Regions from separate parts of the Mus musculus genome. Here regions 1, 2, 3, 5, 6 and 7 are each linked to region 4. A link is a contact called in public ChIA-PET, HiChIP or PLAC-seq and promoter capture Hi-C data. All regions are on one chromosome and are shown on one strand. The core of a region is the stretch at or near the end of the contact, and the rest is flanking DNA. Distances in the headings are between cores, read along the strand shown.

The links. Promoter capture Hi-C pulls out the DNA fragments that hold promoters and counts their contacts. ChIA-PET counts read pairs in DNA pulled down with a chosen protein or histone mark. HiChIP or PLAC-seq counts read pairs in DNA pulled down with a chosen protein or histone mark.
Region 1: a contact with region 4 is called in a promoter capture Hi-C map of erythroid cells, with 6 times the contacts expected there. The contact joins the promoter of Gpn3 here to the promoter of Rnf34 in region 4. A contact is called at or near these places in 10 of 39 promoter capture datasets (the 3T3-L1 cell line, the C10 cell line, the HPC-7 cell line and 5 more), 2 of 115 datasets of contacts at active chromatin or transcription factors (epiblast stem cells and trophoblast stem cells) and 1 of 9 other capture datasets (liver).
Region 2: a contact with region 4 is called in an RNA polymerase II ChIA-PET map of memory CD8 T cells, with 5 read pairs. The contact joins the promoter of Bcl7a here to the promoter of Rnf34 in region 4. A contact is called at or near these places in 4 of 39 promoter capture datasets (hippocampal neurons, liver and pre-B cells) and 1 of 115 datasets of contacts at active chromatin or transcription factors (memory CD8 T cells).
Region 3: an HNF4G HiChIP or PLAC-seq map of pancreatic cancer cells shows a contact between it and region 4. The contact joins the promoter of Vps29 here to the promoter of Rnf34 in region 4. A contact is called at or near these places in 10 of 39 promoter capture datasets (the 3T3-L1 cell line, the C10 cell line, the HPC-7 cell line and 5 more), 1 of 484 Hi-C or Micro-C datasets (CD8 T cells), 5 of 115 datasets of contacts at active chromatin or transcription factors (bone marrow-derived macrophages, cardiomyocytes, memory CD8 T cells and 2 more) and 3 of 9 other capture datasets (adipose tissue, liver and pancreatic islet).
Region 5: a promoter capture Hi-C map of liver shows a contact between it and region 4, with 5 times the contacts expected there. The contact joins the enhancer-like site here to the promoter of Rnf34 in region 4. A contact is called at or near these places in 4 of 39 promoter capture datasets (the SN4741 cell line, cranial neural crest, hippocampal neurons and 1 more) and 3 of 115 datasets of contacts at active chromatin or transcription factors (bone marrow-derived macrophages, effector CD8 T cells and large pre-B cells).
Region 6: a contact with region 4 is called in a promoter capture Hi-C map of liver, with 2.6 times the contacts expected there. The contact joins the promoter of Wdr66 here to the promoter of Rnf34 in region 4. A contact is called at or near these places in 3 of 39 promoter capture datasets (the SN4741 cell line, liver and neural stem cells).
Region 7: a promoter capture Hi-C map of liver shows a contact between it and region 4, with 4 times the contacts expected there. The contact joins the promoter of Psmd9 here to the promoter of Rnf34 in region 4. A contact is called at or near these places in 5 of 39 promoter capture datasets (the 3T3-L1 cell line, hippocampal neurons, liver and 2 more) and 2 of 115 datasets of contacts at active chromatin or transcription factors (fetal liver and memory CD8 T cells).

What each region holds. Positions count from the first base shown.
Region 1 is chr5:122,370,415-122,373,773 of GRCm38.p6, forward strand. Gpn3 (GPN-loop GTPase 3) reads left to right here and starts at 2,094. Exons shown (of 8, transcript NM_024216.2): 1 at 2,094-2,242. The coding sequence starts at 2,195. Fam216a (family with sequence similarity 216, member A) reads right to left here and starts at 1,928. Exons shown (of 7, transcript NM_026883.4): 1 at 1,469-1,928; 2 at 101-159. The coding sequence starts at 1,533.
Region 2 is chr5:123,343,098-123,346,205 of GRCm38.p6, forward strand. Bcl7a (B cell CLL/lymphoma 7A) reads left to right here and starts at 1,351. Exons shown (of 6, transcript NM_029850.3): 1 at 1,351-1,624. The coding sequence starts at 1,533. Gm15860 (predicted gene 15860) reads right to left here and starts at 2,045. Exons shown (of 2, transcript NR_165267.1): 1 at 1,829-2,045.
Region 3 is chr5:122,352,650-122,355,849 of GRCm38.p6, forward strand. It overlaps Vps29 (VPS29 retromer complex component), which reads left to right and starts at 1,679. Exons shown (of 4, transcript NM_019780.2): 1 at 1,679-1,827. The coding sequence starts at 1,825. Rad9b (RAD9 checkpoint clamp component B) reads right to left here and starts at 1,556. Exons shown (of 13, transcript NM_001382853.1): 1 at 1,490-1,556. The coding sequence starts at 1,526.
Region 4 is chr5:122,848,597-122,851,611 of GRCm38.p6, forward strand. It overlaps Rnf34 (ring finger protein 34), which reads left to right and starts at 1,592. Exons shown (of 6, transcript NM_030564.1): 1 at 1,592-1,702. The coding sequence starts at 1,697. Gm33044 (predicted gene, 33044) reads right to left here and starts at 1,340. Exons shown (of 2, transcript NR_169045.1): 1 at 1,237-1,340; 2 at 854-1,149.
Region 5 is chr5:122,457,296-122,460,608 of GRCm38.p6, forward strand. Atp2a2 (ATPase, Ca++ transporting, cardiac muscle, slow twitch 2) reads right to left here. Exons shown (of 20, transcript NM_001110140.3): 15 at 2,681-2,901; 16 at 2,153-2,355; 17 at 1,153-1,238; 18 at 793-926; 19 at 217-334; 20 at 1-131. Among named protein-coding and RNA genes, the nearest start is that of Anapc7, 37 kb to the left of the region's middle. Within about 2 kb of position 1,781, at least 14 of the 459 cell types and tissues checked have an H3K27ac peak or open chromatin away from gene starts, as enhancers often do. A contact at or near this core is called in liver, where this site is marked.
Region 6 is chr5:123,252,062-123,255,162 of GRCm38.p6, forward strand. Wdr66 (WD repeat domain 66) reads left to right here and starts at 1,727. Exons shown (of 21, transcript NM_001370840.1): 1 at 1,727-2,697. The coding sequence starts at 1,744.
Region 7 is chr5:123,226,835-123,229,799 of GRCm38.p6, forward strand. Psmd9 (proteasome (prosome, macropain) 26S subunit, non-ATPase, 9) reads left to right here and starts at 1,356. Exons shown (of 6, transcript NM_026000.2): 1 at 1,356-1,610. The coding sequence starts at 1,473.

The DNA.
Region 1 (3,359 bases), core at 844-3,343, 480 kb before region 4:
TCCTTAGCTGCTGTGCCATTTTGCCGATTGGTAACACTGCACTGTGTACTTAGTTACAGGGAACCTGGGTTCTCTCAAATCTGTAATCCACATGCATTACCTGCTTTATGCTGCTCGCCAGTGCCCTTGGAATTCTGGGGATAAGAATGTCCAGCTGATCTGTTAGCAAAGAACACGCATAATGTAATCTGGCAGCCTCATAGCCACTGAGGACTGAATGTTTTGGGTTTTTTTTTTTCAAGACAGGGTTTCCCTGTGTAGCCCTGGCTGTCCTGGAACTCACTCTGTAGACCAGGCTGGCCTCGAACTCAGAAATACGCCTGCCTCTGCCTCCAGAGTGCTGGGATTAAAGACGTGCGGCACCACTCCCAGCTGGACTGGATGTCTGAAAACAGAGACAGCTGCACACGCTCTTGACTTTTTCCTGTTTCCATCAATGTCTTACCAAGTTTCTCCTCTAGATTGGCTACAAAAAAGAATACAGCTTTTTCTAAGTGAGTGGTCAGATTTTTAGCATACTAGGATGAACGTGTGAGTGTGTGTATGTTACTGGGAGATAGAACTCAGGGCTAACCAACACTATACAAGTGCTCTACTACCACCAAGCTGGATCCCTAGTCTAATATTTACTTTACCAGAAAGGACTTAGGTAAATCTGGTCTCATAGCGTCCTAGTCTAATTCTACAGTGAGATCAAGCCTGTAGTTTGCTTGGTTCCTGTACTTAGCCACATGATATCTTTCTTGTTCTTTAATAGAAGTAATTTCTGTCCTGGAAAGAACAATTACGTTGTGCTGGAACTAGTACGCTGGTTTGTTAATTGTTTCCAATCATGGATCTGGTCTTTTTACTTTTTTCAAAAAATGAAATTGATTCCTGTAGCCGGGTAGTGGTGGCACACGCCTTTAATCCCAGCACTCGGGAGGCAGAGGCAGGTGGATTTCTGAGTTCAGGCCAGCCTGGTCTACAGTGAGTTCCAGGACAGCCAGGGCTACACAGAGAAACCCTGTCTCGGGGAAAAAAAAAAAAAAGTCTTAGCACCAAATATATATTTACAATAAAATGTACATTTAATAATAATGTACTTAATAAACATAAATATATTTTTATTTCATGGCCACGGATTCAGATTCTACAAGAGCCATGATTGTGGGCCTAGTTGGATCCCAGTCATCCCGCCTCTTGATTTTTTTAAGGAAGGAGGCCAGGAGGGGGACAGGGAAGCATGGCATCCAGCTGTGATATCAGAAGTCAACTGTCCTCAGCCATCTAGGGGACAGTTAAAACCTTCCCAGGCCCGAGGCGGCTGGACCCTCGGCTCCCCGCCAGGTTAGGAGCCCGAAAGCTCAGTCTCTGTCCTGCTCCGAGGCCGCCTCGGCAGCCGAGCCCCGCTAGAGCCCGCTCCCCCCCCCCCCCCCCCCCCCCCCGTCTCGCGCCTCCTCGGCAGGGGTTCCCAAGGCCGCCTCACCCTTCACCGCCTTCCGTCCGGGCCAAGGCGGGCGGCCCCGCGACCCCGGGCCAACGGCTCGGCATCCCGTCCACACGCGTGCACCACACCGGCTCTGAGTCGGCGGCCTCCGGCTCTCCCCACTCCGACCCTGCTCAAGTGGCCGCCGGATGGTGCGGAGGAAGACCCGAGTTCCTGGAGCTGTAGACCCGAGGGCGGAGGAACCTCAGGTAACCAGGCTCCTGCGCCTGGGCATCTCTCGCTGACAAGGACGCGTCAGGGCAAATCCATCCACACGCACCCTAAAGCAAGTATTCCTTATCCACCTCAGTATTCTAGACCCTCAGAGGACCTGCAGACCTTCGGTTGTCACCCTATGTGTCAAACCCAAGCACCGGTGCTGCGGCCCGGGGGCGCGGAGCGTAATTCGCGATCCGCTATCACCTAGGCAACCGCCTTCGCCGGAGGCCCAACCGATAACGGCTCTCGGCTCTTTCTCTTTCTCTCTCTGCGCACGCGTGAACGAACTCGTGTCCCCGCCTCCTCTCTGAGCACGGCACGCGTTTCGGAAGGCATTTTGGCCCTGGGGACGCTCCGTAGTCTATGGTGTAGTAAATACCCGTGCTGAACGAGCGATCTGTGGTTGCGATTGGCTCCTACGCACATTCCCCGGAACGCCGTGGCTGTCGCGCGAAGGCTGAAGGGAGTGTGGCCGTCGGCTGTGTGTGAAACCCCCGGAGAGGCGGCATGCCTCGATATGCGCAGCTCGTCATGGGCCCCGCGGGCAGCGGGAAGGTGAGCCTGGAGGAGCTGCGGTGCGTGGGTGGCTGGGCTCCGGGGAAACCCTGGGTATACGGCTTCCTGCTCTCTGCTTGTACCTTGCTTTTTTTTTTTTTTTTGTTTGTCTGGGAGTGATAGCAGCTTTAATAGCTCTTGAGCGGCTTGAGAGAGGGCTGAGCGCTCAAGAGCTTGTTCTGTCCTCCCAAAAGACTTCAGTTCTGTCCAGCACCCAGACAGAGCTGCAGGACACCTTTGCTCCAGGAACTGCCCTGGTCGTTCCAGGTGTCTTCATATCCATTCTGTGTGCTTGATCCTATACCCATTCTACAGATTACAAACACAGAAAGGTTTATTTTGTTCAAAATCATACGCTTACTTAGGTCCGCCCCGGAATCTGAGTCTGGGTTGTTGGTCTTTTTGTTTTTTTGGTTTTTTTTCCCCTGTCTAATTCCAGACAAGGCCCCCTGCCACGCACCCAGTATGGGGTCTTTTCTTCCCTTTTTCTCAGAAGTTTGGAGTATGGGTTTCAGATAAGTTTGTAGATATGCACTGTTTGTGGGCATTTTTTTCTTTTTCCTTTGAGACAGGGTTTTTCTGTGTAGCCCTGGCTGTCCTGGAACTCACTCTGTAGACCAGGCTGGCCTTGAACTCAGAAATCCGCCTGCCTCAGCCTCCCACGTGCTGGGATTAAAGGCGTCTGCCACCACTGCCTGGCTCTAGTTTTTATATTTATTTTTTTTGTGTGATACAGTGTTTCTTTGTGTACATATTAAGAGAATGATGCTAAGGACACTTAAGCACAGTAGAAACGGCAATGGTGACATTTGAGGGATGCCTAGAGTCTATAGAGGTGTTTGTATCATTTTAATATTTAATAAATACAATATTCAGAGTACTAGAGATGGCTGTGTGACTCCACAGGGCCTGTCATCTGATCTGGAAGGTACACAGCTCACCTGTCAGTTACAGTGCATCTGTATGGTGGGGCTGTCCTAGGTAGAGAGAACAGGCTGTCAAAAGGAAGCGTGGAGCGTGGAGGAGGTCATTTCTGTAACCTACGTTAATTTGTAGACTGTGTTAAAGAAACATCCTGAGCCCACGCCCTGCATCTAGATCTGCAGCTCTGGTCTCA
Region 2 (3,108 bases), core at 101-2,600, 490 kb after region 4:
ACATAGAATCGGCCTGCTTCTGCTTCCCAAGTGCTGGGATTAAAGGTGTGTACCACCACTGCCTGGCTCCATTGTTTTGTTGTTGTTGTTGGTTTTTTGCTTTTGTTTGTTTTGGTTTGGGTTGTTTTTTTGTTTTGTTTTGTTTTAAGACAGGGCCTCACTATGTAGTCCTGGAACTACCTACATAAACCAGGTTGGTCTTGAACCACAGATCTCTACCTGCTTCTGCCTGGAATTAAAGGAGTGGGCTACCACATCTGATTGTTGTTCTTATTTTTAAATTTTCGCTTTAGGACCGTGCGTTTAAAGTGGTTAAAAGAAGCCTGGGGGAAATTTCCCCAGATTCTCACACCCATTTCCCCACTAGCTCCCTCTACCAAACCCCTGCAACCCCCCCAGACTTCAGGGGGAGATGCTTGGTACTAGAATCATGGCAGTCACAGATGAAGGTCACTGCTGCAACCTTCAATAACTCCTTGACTCAGTTTGTCCATCTGTGAAATGACTGATGTTGCGCTAGTTCCTCTCCAGGTAGCAGCTCTCTCACTTCAGGTCATCTCTTTTCCCAGCATTCACGTGGACAAGCATTCGCTCTGGTCCAGTCTGTGTAGCCGCAACTGCACACCCACCTGTCCCTATACTGGGTGACCGCGGTAGATCCTGTCACCCAGCTCTGTCCTAGGGTAGGGAGACAGCCTCTCATAAGTCCTTCTGTGTTGGGCCAGTCTAGTTTACCTGCTGCTCCGGGTCATTACACTGCACTTCCACCAGGAGCCGTTTAAGATTAAATTGTCATTTTCGGTCAAACCCCAGGGAGGTTGATCCGTGACTGGGACAACTTATCTCTAAGGGAAAGAAAGCCCAGAGACAATGTCAATTGCCACCGGGTTCGGGCACCTTTCCTACGACTCTAGTTTAAGCATGGGGAGGAGACGTTCTAGCTCGCACATTTTAACAGGGCAGCTGGCCAGAGACCGGCGCCTCAACTCTTTCTAAGATCACCTCGCGTCCCGAACCGCCGCCTCCAACTCTTGAGAACTCAAACGCCCGACAAGAAACTTGCACGATCGCGCCCGCGGCCACCAACCCGAGCCAGAGCACCCACGGCCTGCAGTCTGCCATCCCCAGGGTGTGTGTCTTGGGGGGGGGAGGGGCCCCCCATCGCACCTGCGGCCTCTGGGTGAGTCCTGGCGCGGGCCCGTCCCGCGTGCTGGGAGGTCGGGGTTACCCGGGAGAGCTTTCCCAGAGTGAGGTCCCCGAGGCTCCCCGGGGAGGGCGGCGGCACCCGGAGGCCGCACTGCTGGCGGCCGCGCCGCTCCCCCTCGCTCTGTGCAGCTGCCGCCCCGGCGCTTGCGCACTGGGCCCCGGGCGCGCGGCGGCACCAGGCTTTGTGTGTGCGCGTATGTGTGTGAGTGTGTGTCTGTGCGCGAGTGAGAGAGCGGGCGAGTGTGGCGAGCAGGACCCGGCGGGCGCGCTCCCCCAGCCTCCCTCTCTCTCTCTCTTTCCTCTCTCTCTCCCTCCCCGCCAGAACCATGTCGGGCAGGTCGGTTCGAGCCGAGACCAGGAGCCGGGCCAAAGATGATATCAAGAGGGTCATGGCGGCTATCGAGAAAGTGCGCAAATGGTAAGCCGAGGCGCCTGCTCGCTCTCTCGCTCGCCCCGGCTCGCTGCACCGCGTCGCGGCCGCCAGCAAGCCCGGACCCAGCGCGTAGAGCGGCGGGGCGCAGCGGCCCCGGGCCCGGAGTTGGCGAGGGCGCGCGGCCGGGGTCACCTGCGCCCCGCGGGGGCTGCGTCCGCTGCCCAGGTGTGCTTGGCGCCGGTCACCCACCTGGCGCGGCGGCGGCGAGAGCGGCGGCGGCGGCGGCAGGAGCCCGGAGCTCGGAGCTCGGCTCTCGGGAGAGGGGGGTTCGCAGCCGGCCCCAGAAGCCATTTCGTTTTTTTGTGCAAGTCACATGAAAGCGGCTTCCCGCGCGCCGGGGCCGTGATGCCGGCGGCGGCGGGCAGAGCGCGAGCTCCATTGTGCAGCGCGGAGCGGGCCGCCGTCTCCTCCCGGGGCGGCGCGGCGCCGGTGTCCCCCCCCCCCAACACACACACACACACATACACACACACATCCTACGCCCCGACCCGCCCGCAGCTCCCCGCCTCCCAGGCCTCGGCGCCCTCGAGTCTGCGGAGTTTGCAGAGCGCGAGCCGTTTAAATTTAGCGCTTTGGGCAGCCTGGAGCGAGGGCTCCGGGCGAGGAAGGAAGATGGGGGCGAGCGCTAGGAAGGCGGTGGCGCGGCCGGGGCGCGGAGCACCCACGGCTCCCACGCGCTCCGCGCGGCACCCGAAGCTCGGGGAGCGCGATGTTTGCATCCAGAAGCCAAGTCCTGGGCCGTGTCTTGCCTCCTTCTTGCTGGAGCTGGTGTTTGTTTTGCGGAGAGAACGAGCGACCGTTGTTTTTGTTCTCTGCACTGGGGGAGGAGGAGACCGCGAGATTCGGTGTGGGCCGTGCGTGTTTTTCAAGCTCAAATTAGATCCTGCCCGGCGTGGCCTCGTTATAATTAGTAGGATGGAACATTTTCTCGGCCCTCGTCGGGATCTGACACCGAGGCGGCCCCAGAGGCCAGGCCTGAGGCGCCAGTAGTCCACCACCAGGTTGGGTCAGACTTGTTGAAAACTCCCTGCTCCCTGATTTTAACTTTATTACGGTTTTTTTCCCACGGCTTCATCTGGGTCCGAGAGGGAGAGGAGCAGCTGCGAGGGTGTCCCCAAGTGTCAGCAGCCGCTGGCTGGATCTGTCCTTTATAGGAACTGGCTAGGCTCCACTGCAGGCTGGGTTGTTTTTTTTTTTTTTTTTTTGGGGGGGGGGGTCATTTCTTGAGTAACGCCTCTGTTGTTGTTGTCCTTTTTTTTTTTTTAAACACTACTGGGGACCTGTCTCCGGTTTGATGGTGTCACAAGTTAGCTGTCCTTTCAGAGTGAAACCCAACAAAAAAGGCAACGAGAAAAATCAATAAAGTCCACGTGCTCCCGGGCCTCCTATGGAAAGGGCTGTCTGCGGATGGCCGGATGCCCGCCGTGGGCTGGGTTTGGCTCCAATGGGACAAAGAATTTTCACAACCG
Region 3 (3,200 bases), core at 429-2,928, 500 kb before region 4:
CCAAGCAGTGAAGACAAACCACAAGACTACTCTTGTATGCACAGGACTCAAGTGAAAACCAGAAAGGACGGTGGGATCCACTGAACAACTTAGTCATGCCTGTCAAATGCAAGTGATTCTTCTGTTGCGTGTTAGCGCCCTGTGGGTCAGACTGCCTGAGATGGAAATAGGGGATTTTAGTTTTACAGAGACAAGACTACTCCTCAATCAAAACACTAGTTATCCAAAATTGTTGGCAAACTTCATCCTTCCGAAACTTCAAGGCCTTTTCCGACTAACCCATTTCATCCTGGCTCTACTAATTGCTCTACGCTTGATCTTGGGCTAAAGGCTGGAAACTAAGTGGTTAGCACTTGCATCCATTCATGGGCTATCCATACGACAACAGCATTGAGCATCTTGGCTTCCAACATGCTAGGCTAGGTTAACATGTTGTTAGACTATAACGATCTCAACTTTGATGCTGTGTCAAGCCTTAGCAAAGTGCATCACTATGAGAGGAGGCACCATGACAGGAATTCACCACACGGTGTCCTAATTGTATGTGATGCCACAGAGCTGGAAACAGTGGTTTGAAATCCTTTTTTCCTGAATATGTCCGAACAATTTCCCGTTAAGTGATTACACTGAACTTTTTGGTCAAGATACACCTGGGAGTTAAACTACTCAGCCGATCCACACAGCGTTTTATAGACTAATTTACATTAGGAAATGCCGTATACCCTTACCTACATACACAGTAAGACTTCAATAAATATGCATCGACATAAAATTCAACATTATTTCTCCTGCAAGCCAATTTCCGTGCTAATGCTCTCATTCATTTTGAGTTCTCCCAACCTCTGAAGGGGGATGGTACACTGGCCCTTCTTTGGTCTGTCTACACACAAACCCGGTCCCCAGCCCAAGCATCCCACCCCCCTTATAAGGCTATGTATTATACAGTTCTCCACACAGTCTTTCTAATTTCTGATCTCACTACATGGACTTTTTATTTAGCCCATGCTTCTAACAACCTCTATCAACGAAGGGGCTAATATTAGTCTCATTTTTCGACTGAGGGACAGAGAGGATTGTTCGAGATTATATATTAAAACAAAAACAAAACCCAACAACAATAAAAAAAATGTCTCCGGCAGAATGTCGAATAAAGCAGCAGGTTGGTTTTCCCACAGCTCAAAAATACTTTTGCTGGTCAAGTATTATTTCCCCCCTTGAATTCTCTCCACATCAGCCCTCCTCAATCCGAGTTTAAGGCCCAATGGCACAATTCTTTTCTCGGTCACCGAATTAAACCCTGGACATAAATCAAATGGAACGGGGCTGGCATGCTCTTCGAAGCCCAGCATGGCCCTCGCGAGGCGCGCTATGGCAGCTTCAGTCGTGGCGAAGAATGGCGGAGGAGGCCGAAGAAGACGATGGATAAACCCTGCACGAGGCGTTAGACTTTTCCCTCTTCTAAGTAGCAAAGCAAGAATGGCCGCTCCACCTTTCACCTGGCCGCCCGTCATCCCGCACTTCAGCATGGCTACGGGCAGAGCAGGCATGGAGGGCGCAAGCGCGCCAGCCGCGGGTGCCCGGATGTTGCCCCCGCACTTTCCGCGAGCTCAGCCTTTCCTTTGCCCCGCCCACGAGCGATTTCTTGCAGCGCCGGGTTTTTTTTTTTTTTCCCTTGACGGGAAATGACCCTTACGGGCCCCCGTAAGACAGGCTCTTGCCAACTTCGCGTCTCATTGGTGGCGGAAGAAGTGGGCGGGTCGACCGAGGAGCCTGAGGAAGAGGGCGGCGGCGTTCGTGGTGATTGAACGGAGCCCTGGTGACAGGATGGTGAGCCCCACGGCGGCTGCTACCCGGGTGGGGCCGGGATGCTGCGGCGTCCGGTTGAGGGAGTGGGGTGGGGGCGCGAGGAGGATCCGGGTGGCCGCGGAGTTGGAACGGGAGGACCGCGGCTGGTTGAGGGTGCGGCTCGGCCTGATGTCGCCCCCTCGCCCCAGCGGCCAGAGGGCGTGCGAGGCGGACCCGGCGGCCGGACCCGGTCACGAGATCGGCTCCGGCAGTCGGTGTGACCGCACGTCTCTTCCCTCCTGGTCCTTCCCGGCTTGCTGGGGGTAGCCGGCCTCGGGGCAGAGCGCGAAGTAGCCGTCGCACTGGCCGCCACTCCGGACGGGGACCCGGAAAGGGGACTGCTCGTCTCCTGTGGCCGCTGCGGCCCCATTGAGCGATGTCGTGGGGATCGTTTGGAGCCTGCGGAGATGCGCGGGGTTGTTCGGAGAGCCTTAGCTTACCCAGTCTGCATCAGACCTTTAGGCCCGTCCCCCCCAATAGATTGCTGTCCCTACGACTTTTCTGTGCAGACACGTCCTTGTAATCCGATTTTCGAAGGCACTCTTTGCTCTCTAAAGTTGGGGGGGGGGACTGCTGTTTGTCCTGATGAAGGTTAAAGTGAAGGCACCTCACTGGCTGCTGGGCACGCGTTGCGTTTTTCACAGATTATCCTTGTGCAGACAACCTTTTAAAAAGGTGGCCTAGCAAACACAGAAGTGGATGCTCACAGTCAGCTAATGGATGGATCACAGGGCTCCCAATGGAGGAGCTAGAGAAAGTATCCAAGGAGCTAAAGGGATCTGCAACCCTATAGGTGGAACAACATTATGAACTAACCAGTACCCCGGAGCTCTTGACTCTAGCTGCATATGTATCAAAAGATGGCCTAGTCGGCCATCACTGGAAAGAGAGGCCCATTGGACATGCAAACTTTATATGCCCCAGTACAGGGGAACGCTAGGGCCAAAAAGGGGGAGTGGGTGGGTATGGGAGTGGGGGTGGGTGGCTACGGGGGCCTTTTGGTATAGCATTGGAAATGTAAATGAGATAAATACCTAATAAAAAATGGAAAAGAAAAAAAAAAAGGTGGCTTTATAAGCCGTTCCAAAGGTATATGCTTAAATTCACTGGATTTTGGCATCTAAAAGAGAATTATTTTGCTTTAGACTCCAGTTTAAAGTAGACTAGTTCTTTGATGGCAATTTGGAGACACTTGCAAGGAAGAAGAATTTGCTGGAATGATTGCATATTCATGTCTCTGAAGTCGTTTTGAGGGGTGAACGCTTATGTTTAAGGGCAGTTGCTATGCTGGGCATCACGTTTCTTTTAAATTTTTATTTTGAATTTTTGTGTATGTGTCTCTACATGAGTTTATG
Region 4 (3,015 bases), core at 342-2,841:
AAGAAAAATAGGCTTGACATAGTCCAAGGACATAGCATGCTATGGTTTGTTTTGTTTTGAGCCAGGGTCTGACGATGTAAAGTGGCTGGTCTGGAATTCAGAGACATTCACCTGCCTCTGCCATCCTGGGTTTAAAGGCCTGTGCCACTGCACCCAGCTGTATTCGTGTTCTGTCAAAAAGTTCATCTAAGCAGATGTTGAAAAAGAATAGAACAGGGGCTGGCTCAGCGGTTAAGAGCACTTGCTGTTCTTACAGAGGACTTGGGTTTGGTTTCTAACACTCACATAGTGGTTCACAACTGTAATTCAGTTGCAGGGCATCCAACATCCTCATCTGACTTCCCTGATCACTGTACACATGTGGTGCACAGATACACATGCAGGCAAAACCAGATACAAAGAATTTTAAAGTATTATTATTATTATAAGAATAGGAGTTGTCTGGGTCTTCGCTAAGGAAGAAGTAACATCTTGAGCTCTAAAATTTCAATTATTATTATTATTTTATTATTTTTTAAGACAGGGTTTCTCTGTATAGCCCTGGCTGTCCTGGAGCTCACTTTGTAGACCAGGCTGGCCTCGAACTCAGAAATCCGCCTACCTCTGCCTCCCAAGTGCTGGGACTAAAGGTGTGTGCCACCACGCCCGACCTCAAATATTATTTTGAAGTGAGAGAAAGAAATGTAGGAAAACCAACTAATTAAAGCCTTAATCCAGCAAGGCTGAAGAAATTTATACCATCTTTTGCCACTTGTTTTTCTGCCCCGACGTCAGTTTGAAGGGATCATGTGAATTCTTTGAAAGGGTTAGTTAGTACTTGGGTAAATTTGAACATTACATCAATTGGACGCAGTTGTGGTGGAACACATCTTTAATCTCAAGCACTCGGAAGGCAGAGAGGCAGGCATGATTTCTCTGAGTTCCAAGCCAGCCTGGTGTAAACTGGGAGTTCTCTGGCCAGCACAGCCAGGAAAAAATCTTGTCTAAAAAGAAAACCGCACACACACACATACGAACCGAACGACAAAGAATTGGAATTGGACAGCCTTTGGTTCTTCAGCCGTTCTCAGTACATCTTCTAAATGGCTCGCCCTAGATCGTGCTGCCCCTCTTCCTTGAGGAGATCCGAGGTTCTCCTGGTGATGAGATCTAGAACATTCGGAGAATGGGTTAAGCCCGAGAGAGGCCCTGCTCCGCAGGTTAGAATAAAAGCTTCAAACCAACAGTGTTTCCTACTTCACCACAGCTCTTTTTCTGCCTCGGGCCGAGGGAAGCTATCCACCCAAAATAGGAAGCCAATTCAGCCTGAGCGGCTTTCTCTCCGACAGACCGGGCGTCACGTCGCGTCACGCCCCGCCCCGCCCCTCTTCGCCCCGCCCCGTTTCCCTCCGCCCCTCCCCTCTCCCCTTCGCTCGCAAGACTGCGCCCGAAACCCCGCCCCTTCTTCACCATTTCATTGGCTTTGGTGATCGGGCCCCCCGAAGACCCGCTTCGGATTGGTGGGCTCCGCCCGCCGCTCGGCGTCTTCCCGGGGCGTGAGCCGAGCGTGGCCATGCCCCCTTACGTAGGGACGCTCAGTGGGTCTCGGGAGGCGCCGCATTCGCCGCCTTAGAAGGAAGGAAGATCCGTTGTGTGAGGAGGCTGCTATGGTGCTGAGTTCCCCGGTAGAGCCGACCGAGCCGAGGCGGTCGCGGCCATGAAGGTGAGGGGCTGGTGGAGCCGGGAGGCTCTCCTTGCCTCTCCCGTACGCCCAGAGCGCTTCCTGTTTTCCGTCTCAGCGGTTACCCAGAGGGGCTTCGTGAGAGACCACCACGTAGCGGGGCGCCCGGCCCGAAGTGTGTGTGGGGCCCCGACCGGTTCCAGCCGGAGAGGCCAGGCAGCAGACCCTCCCGAGCTCCCACAGCGCCCTCCGGCGTCCTGGCCGAGGAGGCGGCTAGTGGCCCTGCGGTCTCAGCCCGCTGGGCCCTGTTCCCAGGGCCCTGTGCTCTTCTCGGGGTCCCGAGCTTTTTTTTAAGCCGCAAGAGCCTCGGTGTCTCTGGCCATGGCTGTGCCCTCTGCCTCCCCCGAGTCCTTGAGCTAACCCAGACTTCGGGGGGTGCATCACGAGACAGAAGGCATAGAGAGCGCTGCGTGGTATGATGAGGCTAGGACCTGAGTGGCCCATGGGGGGTTGGGGGTGTCCTCCTTCAAGGAGTCCTTCCCGTGGGTTTAAATGTTGTGGCCGTGACCTAGAGCGCTAGACGTGTCTACATCGCCACTAGGTACGCAGCAAGTAATTTGGCAGCCTTGCTCCCAGGTGGGAGTGAGAGCGTGGGAGAATCACTGATAGAAGTTTCAGAAAAGGGCAGGTTTTGTGTGTGTGTATGTGGTGTGTGTGTGTGTGTGTGTGTGATTTTGGCCTACTTAGGGGAGATGAATTTTCTCAACCCCATCGCAGAGAGTTCTAAAGAGGCTGTGTACAGCAGTCAATTCAGGCATTGATTCATTTGCCCAAAATCAAGTCAAATGGCGTGAGTCAGAAGGTGGTGATGTCTTCCCTCACGGTGTTGTATCCATCTCGTGGAAGAAGTAAGTGTGTTGGCTTTGGGCTGCTAGATTGACGACCTTGCACAGAGTGTCAAAGATTTACTGTGGACGATTGAAGAGAGGGTCAAGTGGATAGAGAAATTCAGCAAGTGTTTTGCCCAGCACCTTCACTGCCTTAGTCAAGATGGGGTAGAGGTAATTCAAAATATAATCACCCTGTTTAAGAAAGAGTTTGCCAGTTAAAAGAAAAGAGCCCCTTAAGCATGGTGGCACAAGCCCGTGATCAGCGTTTAGGAGGTAGAGGTGGAGGATTGCTGCATGTTTGAGGCCAAGCAAGTGTTTTCGTGGAAAACCAACCAACAACAATCCCCTGAGAGATAGATCTCAAGTAGCCACATTACAAACTGCAATAATGTAAGGTGTGTGTGTGTGTGTGTAAAAAACTCTCAAGCAAGAAAAATAACCATACCTTCAGTGTTGCGTACCTGT
Region 5 (3,313 bases), core at 531-3,030, 390 kb before region 4:
TCTTTACCGGGTTGTTCCAGGTAGTTTCGGGCCACAAACTTGAGCGTCTCATCCATGAGGATCACAGGCAAGGAGATTTTCAGCACCATCAGCCACTGGGTCAGATTCAGCGGTGTGATCTGGAAAATGAGCTGAGACAAACAAGGCTGGGTCAAGCTTCTGGCCCTGCCTGAAAGGAACTACCCCAGACCCCGCCCGGGGTCCATCATGACTCACCGGCAAAGGTTCCACGTAGAGGATCAAGAAGTGAAGTGACATGGACAAGCAGATGGAGCCCACGAGCCAGATATTCTCCCAGGGGGGCATCCTCAGCAAAGACTGGTTTTCAGACAAGCTACAGGTGAGAAGAGAAGTGACCTCACCAGAGGCAAAGGCATGCGTCAGTGACACACAAGCAGGCAAGGGTTTAGTGATGCTACTGCCTGCTGACCTAACTAACTCTAAAGGCCTGCTTTCCCCAGTGCGGGGAGCTGGAGGCTTTGGTGCAGCAGGCCCATCTCAGCAGGCTCAAAGCTGCTGGTGATGACCCAAGGTAGAGCCATTTGGAAACTTGTGTCCATCAGTGGCTTGGTTAGATGGAACTTCTTGTGCTCCACTCTCTAGGGTACAGGCATAGTCTGGATTGCTGGTCCCATTCATACACCCTGCCGCATCAGGAACCCATGATGGGGACAACCCCCACTGTTTCCTGGGGAACAATAGCTTAAAACTATGTCATTTTTTGTGAGGGAAGAGCTATCAGCCATGATTTTCTCATAAACCCTAGGACCATAGCCTACAAGATCCACTAACCTGTTGAGGGCATTACACATCTCTATGGTTACTAGAACAGAAAGTGCCATTGTCATTGGATATGGGGACTCAAAGATTGCACAATCCACTCCATCGAAGTCTGGGTTGTCCTCCTTACACTGTAGGAAATGACTCTGCAACAAAGTCCAAACATTCCATCAGCCGGGAGTACTTCCCAAATGTAGATGCCAATTCCACACTGAGTTCAAGGCCCAACACCAATACGGAATACAGCTCGGCAGAAGCCCTGGGTCTTAGAGCTACCTGAGGCAACTATCTGACCCCAAACCACAGAAAAAGACCAAAGGTTACAAGAATTCACTCTACTACACAGGGCTTTAAAAAAAAGTGGCTAAATACCAGCTGGTAGAAGGAGACTCTTGGACCGCCGTCAGCAGCGATGAACCACCATGCAGCAGCACCCACGGTGGCAGCGCCAACATAACCTAGAAACAAAGCTGCAGGTTACCACACTGGCCAGAGCAGCTGACTACAGACAGGGCGTTTCTGGTCTAAAAAGGAAATAGGCAATGTCTCTAGAGTTTGTGAGGAAATGTTCCTGCTGACCCCAGCCCACGCCCTGCACTAGGTGCCACAGAGCTAAAGAGCAAGTATAGGCTTCAGACAACAGGTGGAGGTCAGGCCCATCCATCCCAGCAGACAGAACACACAAGGAACTGAGGAAACCAAGTCACACCAGTCTATAGGCAAACGGAGGTGACCTTGTTGGACACTAGGTAACTGCACTGTTCCAGGTATGGCCAAGCAGAACCCTTTCAAAGAACTGCCATTACAATGCTGGCCCCCACCCCTCAGCACCAGAGTTAGGTCTAAGGCAGAGGCCATTCCTCATCAATTTCAGGAAATTTGCAAAGCTGAGACTGGTTTATCCACGGTCAATCACCTAACCAACAGCAGAGCACACAGCTAACCTGGAATTACAGTGGTGCACGAGGGCACTAGTTTAAAAGACAGGGAATGGAAATTTTTATTTGCCCAAAGGGCAGCTGGTCCACGAGATACTGTGAAGGCCAGAGGAACTGGCAGCCACTCTAGATTGTATGCTCTTTAAACTGAACTATGACAAAGAACGGCATTAGCCTCTGCTAGTGGACTCTTCTTGTCCCCTAGTTGGTAATAACCCATTCAAGTCTCAGCCTGGCGCTCGCAACAGGGAAGGGCTCTGGCATGCCTTGGTATTTGCATCACTCTGAGCAAGGGGAAAATATAAAAAGCCTGATGTCTAACTGTTGCTTCTCTATAACCCAAGGAAGGACAGGATGCTTGTTCAACAGAGGCTTTCAGTGGGTGACCTGCACTGCACACAGCATCCTTCCACACAAACAACAACTGTACTTACAGCCAATAGCCAGGTAACGGAAAAAGAGCCACCCGCTGATCAGTGGTTCTTTTGGGTTCCGGGGGGGTTTGTTCATGATGTCCAGGTCTGGAGGATTGAACCCCAGCGCAGTGGCAGGCAGACCATCTGTCACCAGATTGACCCAGAGTAACTGGACAGGAATTAAAGCCTCAGGAAACCCAAGGGCTGCCGTCAGGAAGATACTGTTTCCATCCAAGGGAAGAAGAGAAAAAACTCAGTGAGTTTTGGAACTATGGAAATAGCTTATCTCCCCAAGCCAGGAGCATCAGACAACATCTAATCTAAGTTCATATGAAACTTTATTAGAGGACCAAGACTTTTATGATTTTAAACTACCATTTTAAGAATATTTTCTGCACCACTGGTCAGCTGCAGACAAGTCCCATGAGATTTCTCTCCTCTCAAGCCAACAACCAAATTTGTCCTAACAGAAGCAGCAATCTGAGAAAGCTCAACACCCTGGCCCCAGCCTTGAAAGATACTGTTTAGTTCCAGTCAGACACCCACCAGACCACTTCCCCCACGTTGGATGAGATGAGGTAGCGGATGAACTGCTTCATGTTGTTGTAGATGGCTCGCCCCTCCTCAACAGCAGCCACAATGGTGGAGAAGTTGTCATCTGCCAGGACCATCTCAGAAGCAGTCTTAGCCACTGCAGTCCCTGAGCCCATGGCAATCCCGATTTCAGATTTCTTCAGAGCAGGAGCATCATTCACACCATCACCAGTCTGAAAGGGAAGGTGCAGTTGATTCAGATACCACCCATGTGGCACAGCTCTAGGCAGAGGCACTGATGCAGGAGGAAACGGGACAGAGCAGTAGCTGTGTCAAATACTTTACCAAGAAAATACAAAAACAGCCATGCAAGCTTAAAGAGTCATATCACAGAAAGGTAGAACTAAGGAGACTGGACATCTGCTTATATTGCCTTATACCAACACTCAAAACCTGAGAGCCATTTGTGGTGGGGCCACATAATTTAAGGTCATTTACACACCTCAGACACATAATCACACTAAGTATTGCTTACAGGTTAAGAACATGCCTTTTTCATTTGGTTTTGTTTTTAGGCACAAGATCTCACTAGGTAGCACAGGCTTGCCTCAGTCTAAGTGCCAGGATTATAGGCACACGTACACT
Region 6 (3,101 bases), core at 477-2,976, 400 kb after region 4:
GCTTCCTTGCTTTCCTGCGACTAGCCGTTGCCATAGGGACGGAGCTTGGTTGGCAACCGTCACTAGGGAGTATGGACAGGAGCCCCTGGAGGTCTCTTGGGATTTCCCGAGGCTGGACGACCCAAGGCTTTTGAGAAAAGAAGTGGGAGCGTCCCTGTAAGTGCGAAGTGGAGGGTGCGGCTCGGGTTGGGGTCCGGGCCAGGCAGCGGCAAGGGTGTGGGACCTGGGAGGTCCCCAGGAAAAGAAACTGGTGGCTCCTGGACCTCGTGGTAGGATAGACTTGCGCACCTGTGGCATTGCCCCCGCCTGGGTGTGGAAAATGTCAAAGTGGCATTTTTTTCAAACAAAAGAACTAAATTCTAGCTCTGTCGTAAGTCGTGCCTCCCAGGGCCACAAACTTTTTCATTTCCTTTTCCTTTTCCTTTTCCTTTTCCTTTTCCTTTTCCTTTTCCTTTTCCTTTTCCTTTTCCTTTTCCTTTTCCTTTTCCTTTTCCTTTCCTTCCTTCCTTCCTTCCTTCTTTCTTTCTTTCTTTTTTTAGAAAGATTGTGCTGGCCTAAGAACTCGAGTGATCCTCCTGTCTCTACCTCCTGAATCGCAGTATTACAGACATGGGCCTAGCCCCCTGCTCCCAAACTCTTGCTTCATGTAGGTGCAAAATGAGAGAATGTATCAGAGGAATTAAATTTTTTTAAAAAATGATTTTATGTGTGAGACTGTTTTGTCTGCATGTATGTATGTGTACCACCTATGAAGTTCCCGCAGAATACAGAAGAGGGTGTCAGATCCCCTGAAACTCAAGTTACTTATGGTTCTGAGCGATCGTGTCATGGCTGGGAGTCAAACCTGGGTCTTCTGAAAGGGCAGCCAGAGTGCTCTTAATCACTGAGCCATCTCTCCAGCCCAGAATTAACTTTCTTTCTTTCTTTCTTTCTTTCTTTCTTTCTTTCTTTCTTTCTTTCTTTCTTTCTTTCTTTCTTTCTTTCTTTCTTTGCACATACCATGTTGAATGTGTTGATTTGGGAGTTAGTTTTCTCTTCTGGCCATGTGTTTCCCAGAGGAGGGGGCTCTGTCTACCTTAGACTTAGGGTCTCACCTGCCCCAGAGGTCTTTAAAACTCTCAGGTTCTTTGCAGAAAACTATTGCTTTTATCCCCATAGTACCTGATATCCCCCACCCTGCTTTTTTTTTTTTTTTTTTTTTGGCAAACACTTTGGGTGAACCTGTGTTGAGCATTTGACATGTATTGCCCCAGTCTGCAAATCATGTGAGAATGTAGGATTATCATTTTTATTTTTTTGCCTGTGAGCAAATTTGAAGAAAGGGTAAAATGGCTTGCGTCTAGTCACAGAACGAGGCTAGCGGAAGTTGGAGAGGAGGGAACCTTTAGCTGGCAAGCTTACACTTCAGTCATCAGCCCATCTCCCTCTCTTCTTCCTCCCAGCAGGGTTTTGCAAATGCTTGCCTTATGCATTTTGTTGCCTGTGGGAATATGAATTATTTAAAGTGAGAAGACTCTAAGATCAGTCCTAGAAAGATGGGAGGCCCTGGAAGTCAATATTTTAAAGATTTCTGAGACTTGAGCTGGGCTTTCCCAAGAAGCTGCCATTCTTTTCTTCCCACAGGAAGGGACCAGAGCTGCTTCTGCCCATTTCGACGTGTTAGCACCTCAGGAAGCCGGCACAGGAAATAGAGGGACCTGCTGAATCTACGTTAAAATTTCTGTAGCGGAAACTACAGAAGAAATGTCAGATACAGAAGAAAACCCCCTAGAAGAATCAAGAGAAAGTGGAGAGATGGAGGAGGAGAAGGAGGAGAAGAAGGAGGAGGAAGAGGAGGAAGAGGAGGGGGAGAAGGAGAAGGAGGAGGAGGAAGAGGAGGAGAAGGGGAAGGAGGAGGAGAAGGAGGAGGAGAAGGAGGAGGGGAAGGAGGAGGAGAAGAAGGAGGAAGAGGAGGAGAAGGGGAAGAAGGAGGAAGAGGAGGAGGAGGAAGAGGAGGGGAAGGGGAAGGAGGAGGAGAAGGAGGAGGAGAAGGAGGAGGAGGAGAAGGAGGAGGAGAAGGAGAAGGAGGAGGAGGAGGAAGAGGAGGGGAAGGGGAAGGAGGAGGAGGAGGAGGGGAAGGAGGAGGAGGAGGAGGAGAAGGAGGAGGAGGAGAAGGAGGAGGAGAAGGAGGAGGAGGAGGAGGAGGAGGAGGAGAAGGAGGAATATAATCCAAGTTTTGAAGAAGATGCTCTGCAGCAGAGCCTAACTGAGGGCTCACTGTCATGGGAGGAGTCTCAGGAGGATGGAGAGGGGCTGGAGGAGTGGGTGGAGAAGGAGGAGCAGAGAGAGGGAGAGGAAGTGAGAGGGGAGGAAGAAAGTGAAGTGAGAGGAAGGGAAGAGGAAGAGGGATGGGAGGAAGAGAAGAGCGGTGAAGAGGAAAAAAGTGAGGAGAGCGAGAGAAGTAAGGAAAGGGGAGGTGAGGAAGAGGGCCAGGAGAAGGAAGAGGCGGAACATGAGGGGGAAAGGGAGGAGGGAAGAGAAGAGGAAGAGAAAGAGAAGAGTGTGGAGCGGGAGGAGGAGGAGGAGGAGGAAGATACTGAGACAACTGAGACAAAAGCTGGACGAGCCAAGGAGGAAAAGAAAGAGAAGCAAAACAAAACAGCCCTGGTGGACAATATTGTCATCAGCCATGAGCCACCCAGGTCAAGCTCCTCCCTGGTGAGTCCTCCCCAAGCTCATCCACCCACTTACTCAGAATCATCCTCCCTGGTGAGTCCTCCCCGAAGCTTGTCCACCCATTTACACTGAATTGTCTGTCGCTTGGTGCTTGGCATGTGCCAGGCTGTGGGAGTACAAAACCAAAGTGAGACAGTCCCGAGGTTGGAGAAACAGCCAGGCCATTAAGAGCCCTAGCTGTTCTTACTGAGGGCTGAATTTTGGGTTCCCAGCACCCATGATGAAATGCCTTATAACTTTAGATCCAGGGAATTAATTCAATGTCCTCTTCTGGACTCCTTGAGCACCTGCACAACACACACACACACCACATAAATACACACATTAAAGAGAAGAGAAAACCATATGCTAAGTTCAGTAATTTTGAGATGCCTAGGAGGGTGGTT
Region 7 (2,965 bases), core at 106-2,605, 380 kb after region 4:
AGCCAGGAGCACAACCACTGAAGCCAAAAAGCAAGGTTCGTGCATGGAGAGACTTTCCCACAGCTGTGGACTTGGATGGCTTCCGGCTTTGTTTTAGTTTTGGCAGGTGGTGCTGTCTGTGTGCTGTGTTTTCCAGCCTGAGTGGTACTTTCTTTATGGAGTCGGTTGTACTAAGGTCTGGGGGCCTGTTACACCAGCACCTCGTGACAGAGGTGAAAGTCAATAAATACTTGGACACCCTTAAGAGACACGTTGCTAGGGTGTGTGTACTCTGATCAGGATCCAAAGGGAATAAATTAGTAAATAAAAATGAAAAAAAAGAGCGAGAGATATTACTGTTAGTGTCACACAATAAGGTCAGAGAGCAGAAGGTGAAATTATTTAAGGTCACATGGAATATATATAGTCGGTGTTAATGGTCCAACTTTGAACATAGGTTGTACCATGAGGATCCCCAGCCCGAAAGTGGCTGGGGATATAGCTGAGTTGGTAGAGTGTTCCTGATCCCCAATATTTCATAAACCATACCTGGTGGTACATGCCTGTAATCCCTGCCTGTGGAGGGAGCAGATGGAGTATCAGATGCTCAAAGGCACTGGGCACACTAGGTTATAAAGAAGGAAAAAAAAAAAGGTCTTGAAGTTTTGATGAGGATAGGTTGAGGGAGGTGCGAAATGGATAGAATGGGAGTGGGGGGTTAGAGGGTGTCTGTGATCATGACAATAAGAAATAGAATATTCTAAAAACTTGGGGAGAGCTTCAAGGTCGCCTTCATCTACACAATGAGTTAGAGGCCTGCCTGAGATGCAGTAAATCTTGTCTGGAAAAAGAAAAAGAAAAGAAACAGAAAACAAAAAACAAATCGCTTGAAAGCCTCTTTCAAACACTCAGGGGCTTCGTAGATGTTAAGAACTGAAGTGTCAAGGTTGGCAAGACTGGATCCTCTTACATTTATACAGCTGGTATCCAGTTTACTCAGCCTTCAGATGAGTGAATGAAAAAAAGTGTAAGCCAGATGTGGTGGCTTTAATCCCAGCACTTGGGAGCAGAGGCAGGAGGATTTCTGAGTTTGAGGCCAGCCTGGTCTACAGAGTGAGTTCCAGGACAGCCAGGGATACACAGAGAAACCCTGTCTTGAAAAACGGGGTGGGGTGGGGGGGTGGGGAAACGGACGGATGGAGGGACGGGGACAGAATGAAAAAGAAAGGAATGAACAAGAAAAGTGGAAATGAGTCAGGATAAAGTGGGAGTAAATACCTATGTCCTCTATGGGCCTATTTATCTCTACCGGGTCATCTGAAAACCACGTGGTCTATCTAGCCGGTGACCCCGCCCACTTCCAAGCTCCACCCTTCATCTGTTTCCGTACTTGCGCGTTGGCTGAGCTGTTTTGGCCCCGGGGAGGACCCGTAGCCTCAGCCTCGGCTGGCGTCCGTAGCCGGGAAACCCAGAACTCTAGCTTGAGGTCCGCGATGTCGGGTGAAGACGTTCCGCACCGGGCAGAGTCCTCCGAGGCCCGTGCGGCCGCGGTCAGCGACATCCAGGATCTGATGCGACGCAAGGAGGAGATCGAGGCGGAGATCAAGGCTAATTACGACGTCCTGGAGAGCGTGAGTGTGGCGGGGAGGCCTGCGGACGAGGCTCGGGGTCGCTGCCAAGCAGTGTCCTAGAGGGGGTCTTTGCTGCGTGCCACACGCCCCTTTAAGCATTTTTTCTTTACGTGGGATTAATTTTCATTTTCGGAAGCATTAACTTTGCATTTTAAAGTTTTTTGTTTGTTTGTTTTTAACGCAGCCCCTAAGCTGGCTTCGAACTCGTGATCCTCCTGCTTCATCTTTCTGAGTGCGGGAATCGCGGGCCTGTGCAACCATGATATAGGCCTTAGTGAAACTGCCTCGGTCGCAAGGATAGACTATTTGCTGAGGCATAGTGATAATCGCTACTGTCACTTTCTGTAGGTGACATTACCAGGTTTGGCCTCGCCACCCGCTTTTCTTTAGGACTTTATAAATGTCAACTGGGAGAATTAATTGGGCATCTTGTTAAAATGCACGTTGTAGCCAGGGGAGGCATCCCTATTTAAGCCCAGCGTTTAGAGAGTGGAGGCAGGGGGATCAGGACTTGAGGGTTATTCTTGCCTACATAGTAAGCTCGAGGCTGTCCTGGGTTATATTAGACCTTGTCTCAAAAAAAAACCAAAAAAAAAAAAAAAAAAAAAAAACAAAAAAGAAAAGTAAAAATGAAATGCAGACTCTAATTGGGATAGGGAAAAGACTCTGGATTTTAAGAAAACCCTCACCTCTGCTAATTGCTCTTTTAAGTGGAGCCAGATTAAGCACATTGTCTTTACTGTAAAAGGGGAAACAGGGCCAGAGTGGAGCCAATGCTTGCCCAGTTAGGAAGGGGGAATGGTTGGCTCTGTGATCTGTTTACCTCCTAAGCAGATATATTTTTCATAAAACCCCAAGTCAGTGTATAGAGGAAGGGGAGGCTAAATCACACTCATTGCTGGGCACAATGACATCTGGGTGATGGGTGCCAGATGACGGTGTCATATAGAGGTTCTACAGGCCAGGTAGGTGCTGACCATGTGCCTGAAAGGTACTATCTTGTATGTGTGCTGTGCCAGGAAACTGTCACAGCAGTATTGTTAACTTGTGTCCCTGAAGCTCAAAGGGGCGGAGTCAGGGGCTGGAGAGATGGCTCAGTGGTTTAAAGGCACTGGCCATCATAAGGACTGGAGTTGAGATCCAGAATTTACTACTGTGTAAGTTCACACGCCCGTGGAGACGTTTAAACAGACACAAATCTCTTTAAAGAAAAAAAAACACAAAAACCCGTGTGTGTGTGTGTGTGTGTGTGTGTGTGTACACATATATCTGTGTATGTATGGATACACATATATGTGTATATATGTATGTGTATATGTATGTATGTATATGTGTGTGTGTATACACATATATCT